3 separate regions of the Mus musculus genome follow, and regions 2 and 3 are each linked to region 1. The links are chromatin contacts, called in public Hi-C and promoter capture Hi-C maps. All regions are on one chromosome and are shown on one strand. The core of a region is the stretch at or near the end of the contact, and the rest is flanking DNA. Distances in the headings are between cores, read along the strand shown.

Region 1 (4,254 bases), core at 858-3,357:
ACTCCTCCCAACTCCTCCCAACTCCTCAGCTAGTTGTTAAAAGCCCCCTGCTGTCCGCTCCGGTGCCCTGCACAGCGTTGGGACTTCGTCCTCAGCTAGCTGATGATAAAACCTCTTGCGGTTTGCCTCGGGTGTGGTTTTCTCTCGGTCACTGGGGTGCTGGCCAGCTCATCCCGGGACTTGAGCGGAGGTCCAGCATGGGGGTCTTACACCAGTGCTCGTATCACACAGCTCACAAGTGCGTGCAACTACTGCCCCCTCCAAAGTCACCGACACAGACATCCGTGGGGACAGGGTAGGTGGGGACAGCCTGGAGAGACAGCTTAGTGGTTAAGAGCGCACAGGACTCTTCCTGAGGACCCGAGTTCGATTCCCAGCACCATATCAGGTGGCTTACCACTACCTGTAACCCCAGCTTCAGGGAGGGTCTCTCACACCTCTGACCTCCGTGGGCACCTGTACTCCTGTACATATCACACACACACAATGATATCATTAAAATAATTTAAAAAACCTAAATATACACAAATTGCCAGTGTATAGCATGCAACTATTTGTAAATAGGAAAAAGATGCATTTGTGTGTGTGTGTGTGTGTGTGTGTTAATTACAGGCAAAGCCAGGAGTATATCTCACAGACTATATGTTTACATTTCAGAACACATCGATTTATTACCTATTCCGAAAATGTTCTTTTTTTTGGTTTGGTTTTTTTGTTTGTTTGTTTGTTTGTTTGTTTGTTTTTGTTGTTCTCGAGACAGGGTTTCTCTGTATAGCTCTGGCTGTCCTGGAACTCACTTTGTAGACCAGGCTGACCTCAAACTCAGAAATCTGCCTGCCTCTGCCTCCCGAGTGCTGGGATTAAAGGCGTGCGACACCACGCCCGGCTCCAAAAATGTTAAGAGGAAAAAAATGTGAAAGTTTGTTACCCTCAAAAAATTACTTCAGCCAGGCAATGGTGGCCTTTAATCTCAGCACTTGGGAAGCAGAAGCAGGTGGCTCTCTGAGCTCAGGGACAGCCAGGACTACACAGAGAAACGCTGTCCCCGGGGAAGAAAATGACTTCGGTTGTAAGATGACTTTAAGAATCCTCAATTTTTCAGTCGGGTGTGGTTGCACACGCTGATCGTAGCACTAGGGAAGCAAAGAGGTGGATCTCTGAGCTCAAGGCCAGCCAGCTCTACACAGTGAGTTCCAGAATAGCCAGTTACATAACAGAAAAAAAACCCTGGCTCAAAACAAAACAAAAACCAAGAATCTCCAATTTTTCATCAGCAAAAAATGGTTAACAGCTGCTCTTTAGACTGCTAATCATACTATTTAAATCTCAGATCTCCACCTGTTCCATTCAATCTGCTTTAATAGTCTCAAATCAACAGCAATCTTTCTAAACTCCAAAAGTCACATTTCTCTTGAAACTACTTATGGGGACATATCATGTTCTGCCTAGGTAATTGGACTGATACTAGCATATAGCTGGACCAAACAAGGTAATATTACTTAAAACCCTAAACACAACGGCCAGCATAAGATGCTAAACAAGCAATTGTCTAACACTTGTTGGTAATAAGCGAACTGGGGGAACCTGGATTACTCAACCCTCTTTCACTAGTGAAAAAAAAAAAGATTAATGACACAGCCAACGCATATTAAACGCCCAATTAGTCTCCAGCACCCCAGGGATGCTCATTTAATGTTGGGCCAGATCCCCGATCTGATCTGCATTTTCCATGTTGCTGGTTCTGGCAAACTGGGTAGACCGCACCCTGTAGGTGACCAGTCGTGGAGCCCTTCCCAGCATGCCACAGGACGCCTGAGGCGCCAGTTCAAAGGCCTCACGCTGCCAGTCGCCCCGAATCCCGTCCTCCCTTTATGCCGACCCCCTCCCTTCAGGCGTCCCCCAAAGCCCGCGTATCGCCTCAATATTGGCGTCCCACCTGCATCTTCCGCCTCTTCAGCGCCGCCGCGTCCAACCACACACCACACGCCTCCTCCTCGGGCCCTCTATGCCTCATGGCGGCCGCGCACCGCGCACCACTGCAGCCGGCGTTAGCGCCAACCCGCGTTCAGATCTCCCGCCACTGCAGGAGGCAGGGCTCTGCCCGGCCGTAATGACGTAAGCCCCGCCCCTAACCACGCCCAGTGCGCTAAGGAAGCCGGGCGGTTCCCGGGAGCTCTTCCTGCTTTGCTCTTCATTCCTGTGTGGACTCTGCACCCTCTGCATGTGTAGGTCACTACCAAGTTTGGTTTGGCAGGACTGCACTTTTTTTCAGAAATATATATATGAATACATATTATAATATGTAATATGTATCCACATATATAATATGTACTCATATAATTTGTGACTATACTATATAAGTATTATAGAATACATGATAAAATAAAATACATGCATATACTCTATAAGTGAGTGTATATTAATATATTGTGTTGATATATTTATGTAAATATATTTATGCATAATTTTTAAGAATTATGTTGGGGGGTGTCTGTAGGCATGCGCGCATGAGCATAGGTGTAAATGGAGGACAGAAGAGTAGGATTCCGAGGATGGAGCTAGAGTATAGGCTCTTCTGAGTCACCATATAGGAGCTAGGAATCAAATCAGGGTCCTCTGCAAGAGCAACCAGTGCTCTTAACCGCTGAGCCATCTCTCCAGTCTCAGACTGCACAGTTTTACTCCAGAGCCTCCCCTCCTGGAGCAGTGGAGCCAGGTTCTAGACCCCACTCTAAACCCTTTTGTCCCTGGCTGACCCAGTGGTTGGTTACCCGACACTAGGGGTTGCCACTAATTGGCATGTAAGAGTAACTGAGCCAATACATGGAAGATCTTTGAAAACATGAAATAAAAAATCGAATCAAGGAATTGGGTGGTGGAACCACAGGCCTTTAATCCCAGCAGAGGCAGGTGGATTTCTGTGAGTTACAAAACAAACCTGGTGTACAGAGCAAGTTCCAGGACAGAGAAACACTGTTTCAAAAAAAAAAACAAAAGAAACAAAATTGGAATCCAGGGATGAGGCTGTAACTTCATTTGTTAGAGTGCTTGTCTAGCAGGCATGGGAGGCTTAAATGCAAACACTTGAGAGACAGAGGCAGGCAGATCTCTGTCAGTTCAAAGCAGAACTAAAAGAAAGTTTGTAATTATTATTTAGAGTTACAGGAGATTGTGAGCCACCCAATATGTGTGCTGGAAATCAAACTCAGATCTCCTGGAAGGGCAGGACACACTCTTAACCAGTGAGCCCTCTCTCCAGCCCTGGGTGAATATTTCTTGTAACTTTTCGTATGTCTGGTTTTATATAAATTTTATATATGAATTTCATATGTATTACACGAAAACCCTTAGAATATATTATAAGTGGCGGGACATGTCCTATCTGTTTCCTTATTCATCTGCAGTTCTGGGGACTGAATGAAGTGTCTCATGCAAGGCTCTTCATGAGCAGTTCCCAGTCCTTTCTTTACTTCCAGACAGAATCTCTCTGTTTCCCAGGCTGGCAATCTGGCCGATCTTTAATCCCTCAAAATGCCAGATAGGAATATAATTACACACATGCGCACACACACACACACACACACACACACACACACTGCATTCCCAACAACAGTTCTGTGAGACCCCAACTTAAAGTGTTTCTCCCTGGAAGGTAAAGCCCCTAAATGTTCCCCAAGCTTGTTTTCCCTGATCTCTAAAAACACAGCCAGAAAGAAGCTCTTTGTTCTCTATAGCCAGCAAAAAGCCTTTTTGTTTCTATACTTTACAACCAGAGATGCCTGCCTTCCTGTGCGGAGGACTCGGGAGATAAAAATTCAGAAAGAACTCACTCCCCACTCCTGCCTTGTAAATTTCACCAAGGACACCTGGAAGAGAACTCTCTTCCCAACTCCTCCCAACTCTTCCCAACTCCTCCCAACTCCTCAGCTAGCTGTTAAAAGCCCTCTACTGTCACTGCTCTGGGTGGAACTCCCCTGCCCTTCTAGGTGCCAGGGGTTCGTCCTCAGCTAGCTGATAATAAAACCTCTTGCAATTTGCATCAGGTGGGTTATCTCTTGGGACGTTGGGGTGTTGGCCAGCTCATCCCGGGACTTGAGCAGAGGCCCAGCTCCGGGGGTCTTACAGTTCTACCCTTTGGTAAAAATGTACCATGAACCCCTACGGCTCCACATGCACCCCTTCAGCACCTGCAGCTTCATGCAAAAAAGCAAACAAGAAAAACCCAAAAAAACACAAAAATCCCACCTCCTGTGA
Region 2 (4,254 bases), core at 1,009-3,508, 210 kb before region 1:
TCAGAGTTTGGGGGCTTGCCAGCATCTTCTGATGTATCTTTGTTAACACTGGAAGTCTGCCTTTGTATACCTATCACTGTGTTAGTCAATGCCTTAGTAACTTTTCCTCTTGTGTGATAGAGTACCATGACAACAGCAACTTAAAACAAAAAGAGCTCATCTGGGCTCTATTTCAGGGGTATAGTCTATCAGAATGGGAAGTCATGGGGTCCAGAGCTTGAGGCAGCTGGCCACATTGAGTCCACAGTCAGGAGATAGAGAACAACAATTGCTTATGCGAACTCACTTTCTCCTTTTTGGACAGTCCAGGATCTGAGCCCAGGGAATGATGCCGCCAACAGTGGGCAGATCTTCCTGCCTCAATTAACAAATTCTAGAAGCTCTGAATACTGGCTGTATGCTCTTGGACAAACTGCTTACTCTCTCTGGATCCTCCAGTTTCCTTAACTATCATAGAATAGGTATGTAAAATAATTGGAAGGTCAGAGAAGACACTTGGGCTGGGATATGAAGAAAGAGAGAAGGAAAGAGGGAAGAGAACTATAGGCAGAGGGAGCAGTATGTGCAAAGGCCCTGCAGCAGCAAGAAGCAGAGTTGGGGTCAGAAAGGCATCCCAGGATTGTGGTGCCTTGGAGCTCAGCTGCTCAGCATCCCCCCATTTGCCTTCCCACCAGAGGGACTAAAAGTGAGGTGGCTCTGACCTGAGGGGACAGACTTGGTTTAGGCTCTGCTACAATATTGACTGTCTTCCAAAGGTCCATGTATGGAAGGGCTGGCCCTCGGGGTAGCACCGTTGGGAGGAGGTGCCTACTGAGAGAGCACAGTGCTCTCTCAGGGCTAAGTTTAGCTACTAGCACCCATGCCAGGCAGTCTACAATATCCCATAACCCCAGCTCCCGGGGATCCGAGGACCTCTCCTGGGCCCTAGGGGCACCTGCACACACATACGCACATACCTCCTTACAGACAATATGGAAACACATAATTTAAAAACAAAATAAATCAGAAGAGGAGCAGGAAGAGGAGGAGAAAGAGGAGGAGGAGGAGGAGAAAAGCGCTGGTGAGCTGGCTCAGTGGTAATGGTGCTGGCAGAGCCTGACAACCATAGTTCAATCCCTGGGACCCCACATGGTGGAAAGAGAGAACTAATTTCACAAGTTGTCCTCTGACCTTTGACCTCTGACCTCTATGTGTGCTGTGGCATGTTTCCCCCACCCCCGCCCCGTGAGTAATACTTTTTTTTTTTTTTTTGAGACAGGGTTTCTCTGTGTAGCCCTGGCTGTCCTGGAACTCACTTGTAGACCAGGCTGGCCTCGAACTCAGAAATCCGCCTGCCTCTGCCTCCCGAGTGCTGGGATTAAAGGTGTGCGCCACCACGCCTGGCATAATATGTTTTTAAAATGTGCATGGGTGTTTGGGTTGAATGTATGCCTGGGCACCGCATGGGTGCCTGATGCCCTCAGAGGCCAGAAGAAAGTGTTGGATCCCCTAGAACTGGTTACAGATACTACAAGGATGCTGGGAATGGAATTCCTGTCCTCTGAGGCAGTAACATGTGCTTTTTTTTTTTGACTTAGTTATTTATTTTATGTATACAAGTACACTGTCTTCATGCACATCAGAAGAGGACGTCATATTCCATTACAGATGGTTCTGAGGCACCATGTTGTTGCTGGGAATTGAACACAGGACCTCTGGAAGAGCAAGCCAGTGCTCTTAACCACTGAGTTATCCCAGTAATGTTCTTTTAATTAAAAAAGAAACTGTAAGAAGAAAAAAAGGAAGGACGGAAGGGAGGGAGGGAGAAAGGAAGGAAAAAATGGAAACAGGAAGATGGCTCCGCTGTTAAATGTATTTGCTAGACAAGTCTCATGACCTGAGTTTGATCCCTAGAGCCCTCTGGGGAAGGAGAAAAAGATGCCTGAAAATTGTCCTGTGACCTCCATACCGATGGTAAGTGTGCCCTTACCAGACCTTACACGCTTGTAACCAATAGAACAAATTAAAATAGAAGTCCTGTTTTGTAGGAATTTCAGGTCCATTCCGAGTGATTTGTGTACAGCCCTCACAGTGCCGTGGGTGTAGTTACAGTTACACAGTGGGTGTAGTTATAGTTACACAGTGGGTGTAGTTATAGTTAAAATGATCTGTTGCTTATTTGAAACTAAAACTTAACCAGACGCTGCAGTGCTTTTTACTGGTTAAGTCTGACAGCAGCAGCTGACTCGTCCCTGAGTCACCTCTCTTGGAGCTATTTCACTTTAGTTGGAAAGCAAGTATGGTCATCTCTCTGGGTTTTGTTCTCTGGCATGGTGGCCAGGGCCTTTGGTGGAGGTGGCCATCTGGGATGAGATGGGAGTGGCCTCCGTCTCCACTGACCGCCCTCCCAAGGCTTGGGGACTCAGGTTATAGGTCAGACCCTTCGTCTTTTCAAGCTAGTGTCTTCAGGTGTTTGGGGAAGCAGATGTGTCTTGGGTTGTAAACAGAATGATGGGAGCCTAAACATCTGTTTCTATATAGGAGCTGGGGGTCCTAGGAATATGCTCATCACTTCCTTGGGCATGCTCAGTTGACTGCCAGCGATGGAAGGTGGTCTGATGTAGGAGGGTGTGGCGATCCTGGGCTGGCCAAAGCTCTCCCTGAGCTTCTCCAAGCCAGGAAGGACTGGAGGGAAGGGTATGGGGCAGAGCTCATCTGCCTGCACAGACAAAGGGTGGCAGAGAAGGGCCGGGGAAGAGGCAGGACAGGGTTAAGTGGCTGCAGCCAAGGCCCACGTGCTTATGGGTTGTCCCAGACCTCCAGCACCTGGCCTGCATGCATCTCCCCTCTCAGTCCCATCTTGCCATATCAGGCTTTCTTCCAGGGCCTGCAGAAGTCACCTCCTGTGGGCACCCCTTTGGCAATGCTCCTGTGTCCACTCCACCCTGCCCATGGGACTGGTCACAACACTGGGTACAGAGTGGATTATGCATGCCTACTGAGGGCTGGCCACTCTCACACCTGTCCCTCAGACCCCGACAACCTACAGTATCCATCCAGAGCTGCAAAGCCAGGCAAAGGGGTGGGGGAGAACACCCACCCCAGTTCTGCTGCTCACTGAGGTCTCGCGGTCGTCACTGGGCCTTTGCTGGAGCGGCAACACAATTCGGTTATTTCCAGCTCTCCTCGTTAGCGGTTCCGGACCTTTGGAGCTTCCACCGATTCTCCTGGGTCTGCTTCCTTCCTTTCCAAATTTCATTAATGTTATCTCCACTGTGCTAATTATTCTTATGGTTTTATGTTCCTAAAAATAGCCCCTTGTCTCGGTGAGAATGGAGTGTCAGGATGGAGCAGATATATACACGTCCAATCTATCTTAGTTTACCAGAACCCACGTTCAGCCTAATTTAATCTTCACACCAGTCCCAAGGCCAAGAACACACTGCGGGGAGAGAACATAGTCTCTTCAACAAATGGGAAAAGTGGATAGCCCCAGGCAGGGCCATCAAATCCGACTCCTGTCTCACACCAAAATGGGCTCAAAATGGATGAAAGATGCCAGCATAAGGCCTGTAGCTAAGAAAGTACTAGATGGGGGAAAAAAAAACCCAAAAAACAAAAAACCAAAACCAGACAGGGTTAGCAAAGAACAGACAGCCCCAGGACATTTGCGAGGGCGATATTTGGGGAGGTATGATCCAAAACACCCAGGGACGGGAGAGAGATAGGTTCCTGGACTGCTCTGTGCAGCCGAGAGAACAATCAGCAGAGTGAAGAGACAGCCACCGCCCAGACGGTGCTGACACACGCTGATAAGTCCAGTCCTGGGAAGCAGAGGTGTTTTGGATCCTCTGCTCTGTTTGGTGGGTTTGTGAGTTCGTGGCCAGCTTTGCCCAGAAAATGAGTTTCAGGACAGTCAGGGCTACACAGAGAAGGGGCTTTGTATACACAATATGTAAGGATCACACCTCCCCAGCAAGAGAGCAAATAGTGTAATTAAAAACTGCATTAAGTCCCCAGGTGTGGTGGTGAGTACTTGTAATTCCGTATCAGGAGGCTGTGGATATTGAGGGCAACCTGGGCTATGTCGCAAGTTCAAAGCCAGCCTGTCTCAGGAAACAAACCCAAGGAAGGCAAAGAGCTGGAACTGCTCCCTCTCAAGGACAACAGCTGTGTGAAAGGTGCTGGGAGGGCTGGTGAGATGGCTCAGCAGGTAAGAACACCCGACTGCTCTTCCGAAGGTCCGGAGTTCAAATCCCAGCAACCACATGGTGG
Region 3 (4,254 bases), core at 1,110-3,609, 190 kb before region 1:
TTCTTTTCTTTTCTTTTCTTTTCTTTTCTTTTCTTTTCTCTTCTCTTCTCTTTTTTTCTTTTCTTAAGATTCATTTATTTTATTTATATGAATACACTGTAGCTGTGTAAAGACACACCAGAAGAGGGCTTTGGATCCCATTACAGATGGTTGTGAGCCACCATGTGGTTGCTGGGAATTGAACTCAGGAGCTCTGGAAGAGCAGTCAGTGCTCTTAACTGCTGAGCCATCTCTCCAGCCCGACTTCTTGTTTCTATCTCCTCCAATGACCCCTCCCTCCCTGCCCAACACACACACACACACACACACACACACACACACACACACACACACATTCACACATTCACACATTCACATATACTCAAACACTCACACACATCCACACTCACACACATTCACACATACTCAAACACACACATCCACACTCACACACGTTTACACATACTCAAACACACACACACACACACACACACATACTCACTCACACATACACATTCACACATACTCAAACACTCACACTCATACACACACATACTTAAACACACACACTCAAACACACACACTCATACACATTCACACATACACACACACACACACACACACACACACACTCACTCACACACTCCGTCTCTGTCTCCGTGCCCCCCAACCCCCTCAGTGCAGACAAGCTGACATTAAAGGCTAGGTCCCTACCTCCTTCCCCAAGTATATGCCAGGACTCTCCTGTAGGATCCACTGAGAAGCTTGGACAAGGGAGACGTGCAGGAGACCAGGCTAGGCCTCTGGGCTACTGCATTAAGGAGCACACACATGCTTATCTCATGCACGAGCTAACTCCAGGGAACTGACTCCTGCCAGCCAAACTCATAAGAGACTGAAACATTTGAAGTAGAAATTTACATATAAGCTAGGTGTATTGGGAGAAATTATTCATCTCCGGTGACCAAAATATTTGCACCTGTTAGCGACAGTAGTCTTTTATCTTTTATTTTCAGCAGAGAGAAATTTATATGCCAGGGGTATTTAAATGTCAGGAGTGGGCGTGCTGGCAATGGTTTGGCCAGGGTTAGAAGCAAGCCTCAGTAGCCCATTTGCAGAAAGCCTCAGGGAAGAAGAAAGATTTATGAGGTGAGAGCCTGCCTGGGCTGCCTCCTCTCCGGGAAAGGCGTCCCTGCAGTATTTTCTGTCTTTCAAATTGCAGCTGAAAGCAGATATTTTCCCCCTTGCCTATTATACCTCTTAATTTGTCTCTCCCTATGCTGTTGTCTCTATAAAGAGTTTTGCATGAGAGACCCACACAGCAGTGTTATTTTGGCCCCCGGTGTGAGGTTTAACAGCAAGGGAAGGACTAAAGTCCACGGATGCATGTGTCTTGGGGCAGGGGCACACGGTGTCTGATAACACATGCCGGTGTATGTGTGGGCTTGTGGAGGTGGCTTGGGTATGCCTGTGCACGTCAATGTTTTGCTTATATAGACCTGTCTAGATACACTTTGGCATAATTGCTAGGGTGTCCGTGCTGAAATTAAGTGTATATTTGCATGTAAGCACACACCCACAAGGTAGCCTCTGTATGCATAAAAATGCAAATGTTCACATACATGCATATCCTATGTATGACCCGTGCATATGTCCAGGTCCCCGCCTCTCTCTCTGTCTGTCCCTCTCTCTTCTTGCTTCTCATGTTAGCATCCCTCGCCAACCCCACCCAAGGGCCTTGGCCACATTTTTGGTGGCGGTTTGCGAGGAACCCTGGAAATACTGATTCAGCCAGACATAACCACAGCCACAGCTCTCGGGTTTGGTCCAGCCATCCCCATCCCCCCCAGAGCGAAGCAGCTGTACTACCGCGGCTGGTCTGAGCTCTGGGCATCCCTGGCTACCAGCAACCTGGCAATCCCCGGCTGGTGCTGAGAAGTGACAGGGTCGCCCAACGATGGGCAGCGCCTTACAGAACAACCTGGTCTCCTGGCCCTTCCGGGGGGAGACCGAAACACAGAGCGGCGCTAGGCGGAGGTGGGCGGTGGAGGGGGCGTCTCGGTCTTTCGGAGTCCAGCGAACGCTGGGCAGAAACCAATGGGTGATTGTGGCCCATCGGGGATCCCTCGGAAGCAGCCAATGACCTCTCTCCGCTCTGCACCCCGCCCTCTCCACAGCGCGCAGCTGGACCATTGGAGCTAGCAGGATGGGGGAGCGCAGCGCCAGCATTTGGAGCGGGGGGCGTGGCCCAGACTGTGACCCGCCCATCTTTCCCGGCTAGGTTCCCCATTGGCCGAACTGCGGTGCCGCGGCGGGCGGAGAGGAGGGGCGCGAGGCGCGCTGTAGGCGTGGCCTGAGGGCGTGGCTGGCGGGGGGCGGGGCAGCGGCGCTGTCGCAGTGAGAGCCGGAGCAGCGGCGGCCCGTCTGGAGCTGCGGCGGGTGAGCCTGCGCGGCTAGCGGAGCCGCGGGGCCGGGAACAGGTGATCGCAGCAGGAGACCCGCGCCCTCCCGAGTTGCGGCGCCGGAGCCAAGGCTTCCTGGCTCAGCGGCAGGCCCAGGGCTGACAGAGGCCAGCTGCAGGCTTCGCACGCGCTTCCCGGGTATCCCTCTCCCCGCGCGAGCATCTGAAGCCCCTGGGTCCCGCGCAGCCTCGGGAGCGGCAACCGCGCGCGGCGGAGCAAAGTTGTGGACGTGTCCCGACCGCCGGGCCCTGCGCCGTCACCACCGGCTGGGCTCGCGCTCTAGGAGCTGCGCTCGCCCTGCAAGCCCCGGGGGTTCCCTTTGCAAACTGCTCCAGAGGCTGAAACTTCGGGTGCCGGCGGGTCGGGGCCTGCGTCCTGCGCACCCTCCGCGAGGGCGTCGCGGACGGCATGTGACCACTCCGGCGCGGGAAGGCGCGGGAGGGCGCGGGCTCCGTGGATCAGGCGGAGGGCAGGCTGCGGCGCACGGCGGGCCCGGGCTCCAGCCGAGCAGCCCCCCTCGCCCGGGCCCCGCCGAGGCCGCCGCGCCCCCGCCCCCGCGCGGGAGGACTCGCTCCAAACTCCCTGAACTTCGGGCGGGTCCCGAAGCGGCGGCCTCGAGGTGCGCAGCCTTGCTCGGGGACCCCAGCCACTTCACTCTTGCTCCCCACCCTTGAGGACTCTGAGGACTCCCGGGGCCCCGGGCGGAGCTGACAGCCCCCTCCTGCTGGCCGCGCCGCGATGCTGGTGAGGAAAGTGCCGGGTTTCGTCCCGGCCTCGCCGTGGGGGCTGCGGCTGCCGCAGAAGTTCCTTTTCCTGCTCTTCCTCTCGGGCCTCGTCACCCTGTGCTTTGGCGCCCTGTTCCTTCTGCCCCATTCCTCTCGCCTCAAGCGCCTCTTCTCGGCCTCGCGGACCCAACAGCCCGGCCTGGAGGTGATGGCCGAAATCGCCGGTCACCACTCGGTGTCAGAGCAGGAGCCGCCTCCCAACCCTGCCCCTGCGGCTCCGGCCCCGGGTGAGGACGATCCCAGCCGCCTGGTCGGTGTTCTCCGTAGGAAAGGGTGGCTGCGGCGAACCCGCCCCACCGGGCCCCGGGAGGAAGGCAACAGGGTTGCAGCCCTCAGGCCGCAGGAAGAGAGCGTCCGGTTCACTTTCGACTACAATGGTTTCCGCAGCCGCCTTCGACACCCGGTCTTGGGGACAAGGACTGATGAGAGTAAGGAGTCCCAGAGTCTGGTGCGAGCTCAGCGAGAGAAAATCAAAGAGGTAAGCACCCCCCCCCCCAACACACACCTCCCGCCAAGACTTCTAGCTGCAAGCGATTCCCCACCTTCTTGGCCTCTCCTGGCTCCTGGTCTGCCCAAGACCCTTCAGGCAGGCCGCAGCACCGCCCCTCAATCCGAAGTTACTCTCTTTGCTTGGTGCCTACTTTAGGATAACTAGGTTAGTTCATGGCTCCTACCAACCTCCAGGTGGATTCCCCCCCCCCCCACCACCCCCGTCCCCTTTAAGTTCCTAGCCCTGGTGGGCTCCAGGCTTTCCCTGATGGGTTGCTAGTAGGAGTGGATTTTAGGTCCTTAGTTTTCGTTTGTACAGGAGGGAGCCACTAGAAACCCTCTCCCTCCCTGTGTGCCTTTTAAGTCTTGACTTCTCCTAAGCTCCAGCAGGCTCTGGAAAACCCAAGACATGTGAGGTATTTGGGGTCCTGTTTTGTAATCTCTCGGCCTCTTGCAGACCAGAGATCTCGAGCATTCCTGCTAACTGCTTCTATCGAGCGTTGCCACAATTGTACATAATTGCATGTGAAAGACGAAGG

What was found. Hi-C and Micro-C count contacts between places; a contact is called where the count stands out from the background. Capture Hi-C pulls out chosen DNA fragments and counts their contacts.
Region 2: a Hi-C map of bone marrow-derived macrophages shows a contact between it and region 1, with 34 read pairs. The contact joins the enhancer-like site here to the promoter of Aunip in region 1. A contact is called at or near these places in 2 of 39 promoter capture datasets (cranial neural crest and neural stem cells), 2 of 484 Hi-C or Micro-C datasets (bone marrow-derived macrophages and uterus), 16 of 115 datasets of contacts at active chromatin or transcription factors (bone marrow-derived macrophages, effector CD8 T cells, embryonic forebrain and 9 more) and 5 of 9 other capture datasets (adipose tissue, bone marrow-derived macrophages, embryonic stem cells and 2 more).
Region 3: a contact with region 1 is called in a promoter capture Hi-C map of liver. The contact joins the promoter of Man1c1 here to the promoter of Aunip in region 1. A contact is called at or near these places in 1 of 39 promoter capture datasets (neural stem cells), 5 of 484 Hi-C or Micro-C datasets (B cells, bone marrow-derived macrophages, embryonic stem cells and 2 more), 24 of 115 datasets of contacts at active chromatin or transcription factors (a beta-TC-6 cell line, bone marrow-derived macrophages, craniofacial prominence and 15 more) and 5 of 9 other capture datasets (adipose tissue, bone marrow-derived macrophages, liver and 2 more).

Annotation. Positions count from the first base shown.
Region 1 is chr4:134,508,852-134,513,105 of GRCm38.p6, reverse strand. It overlaps Aunip (aurora kinase A and ninein interacting protein), which reads right to left and starts at 2,107. Exons shown (of 3, transcript NM_001081099.1): 1 at 1,937-2,107. The coding sequence starts at 2,014. It overlaps Paqr7 (progestin and adipoQ receptor family member VII), which reads right to left. Exons shown (of 2, transcript NM_027995.3): 2 at 2,869-4,254.
Region 2 is chr4:134,719,200-134,723,453 of GRCm38.p6, reverse strand. No RefSeq gene overlaps it. Among named protein-coding and RNA genes, the nearest start is that of Man1c1, 17 kb to the right of the region's middle. Within about 2 kb of position 2,258, at least 22 of the 459 cell types and tissues checked have an H3K27ac peak or open chromatin away from gene starts, as enhancers often do. A contact at or near this core is called in bone marrow-derived macrophages, where this site is marked.
Region 3 is chr4:134,702,395-134,706,648 of GRCm38.p6, reverse strand. Man1c1 (mannosidase, alpha, class 1C, member 1) reads left to right here and starts at 2,359. Exons shown (of 12, transcript NM_207237.3): 1 at 2,359-3,704. The coding sequence starts at 3,180.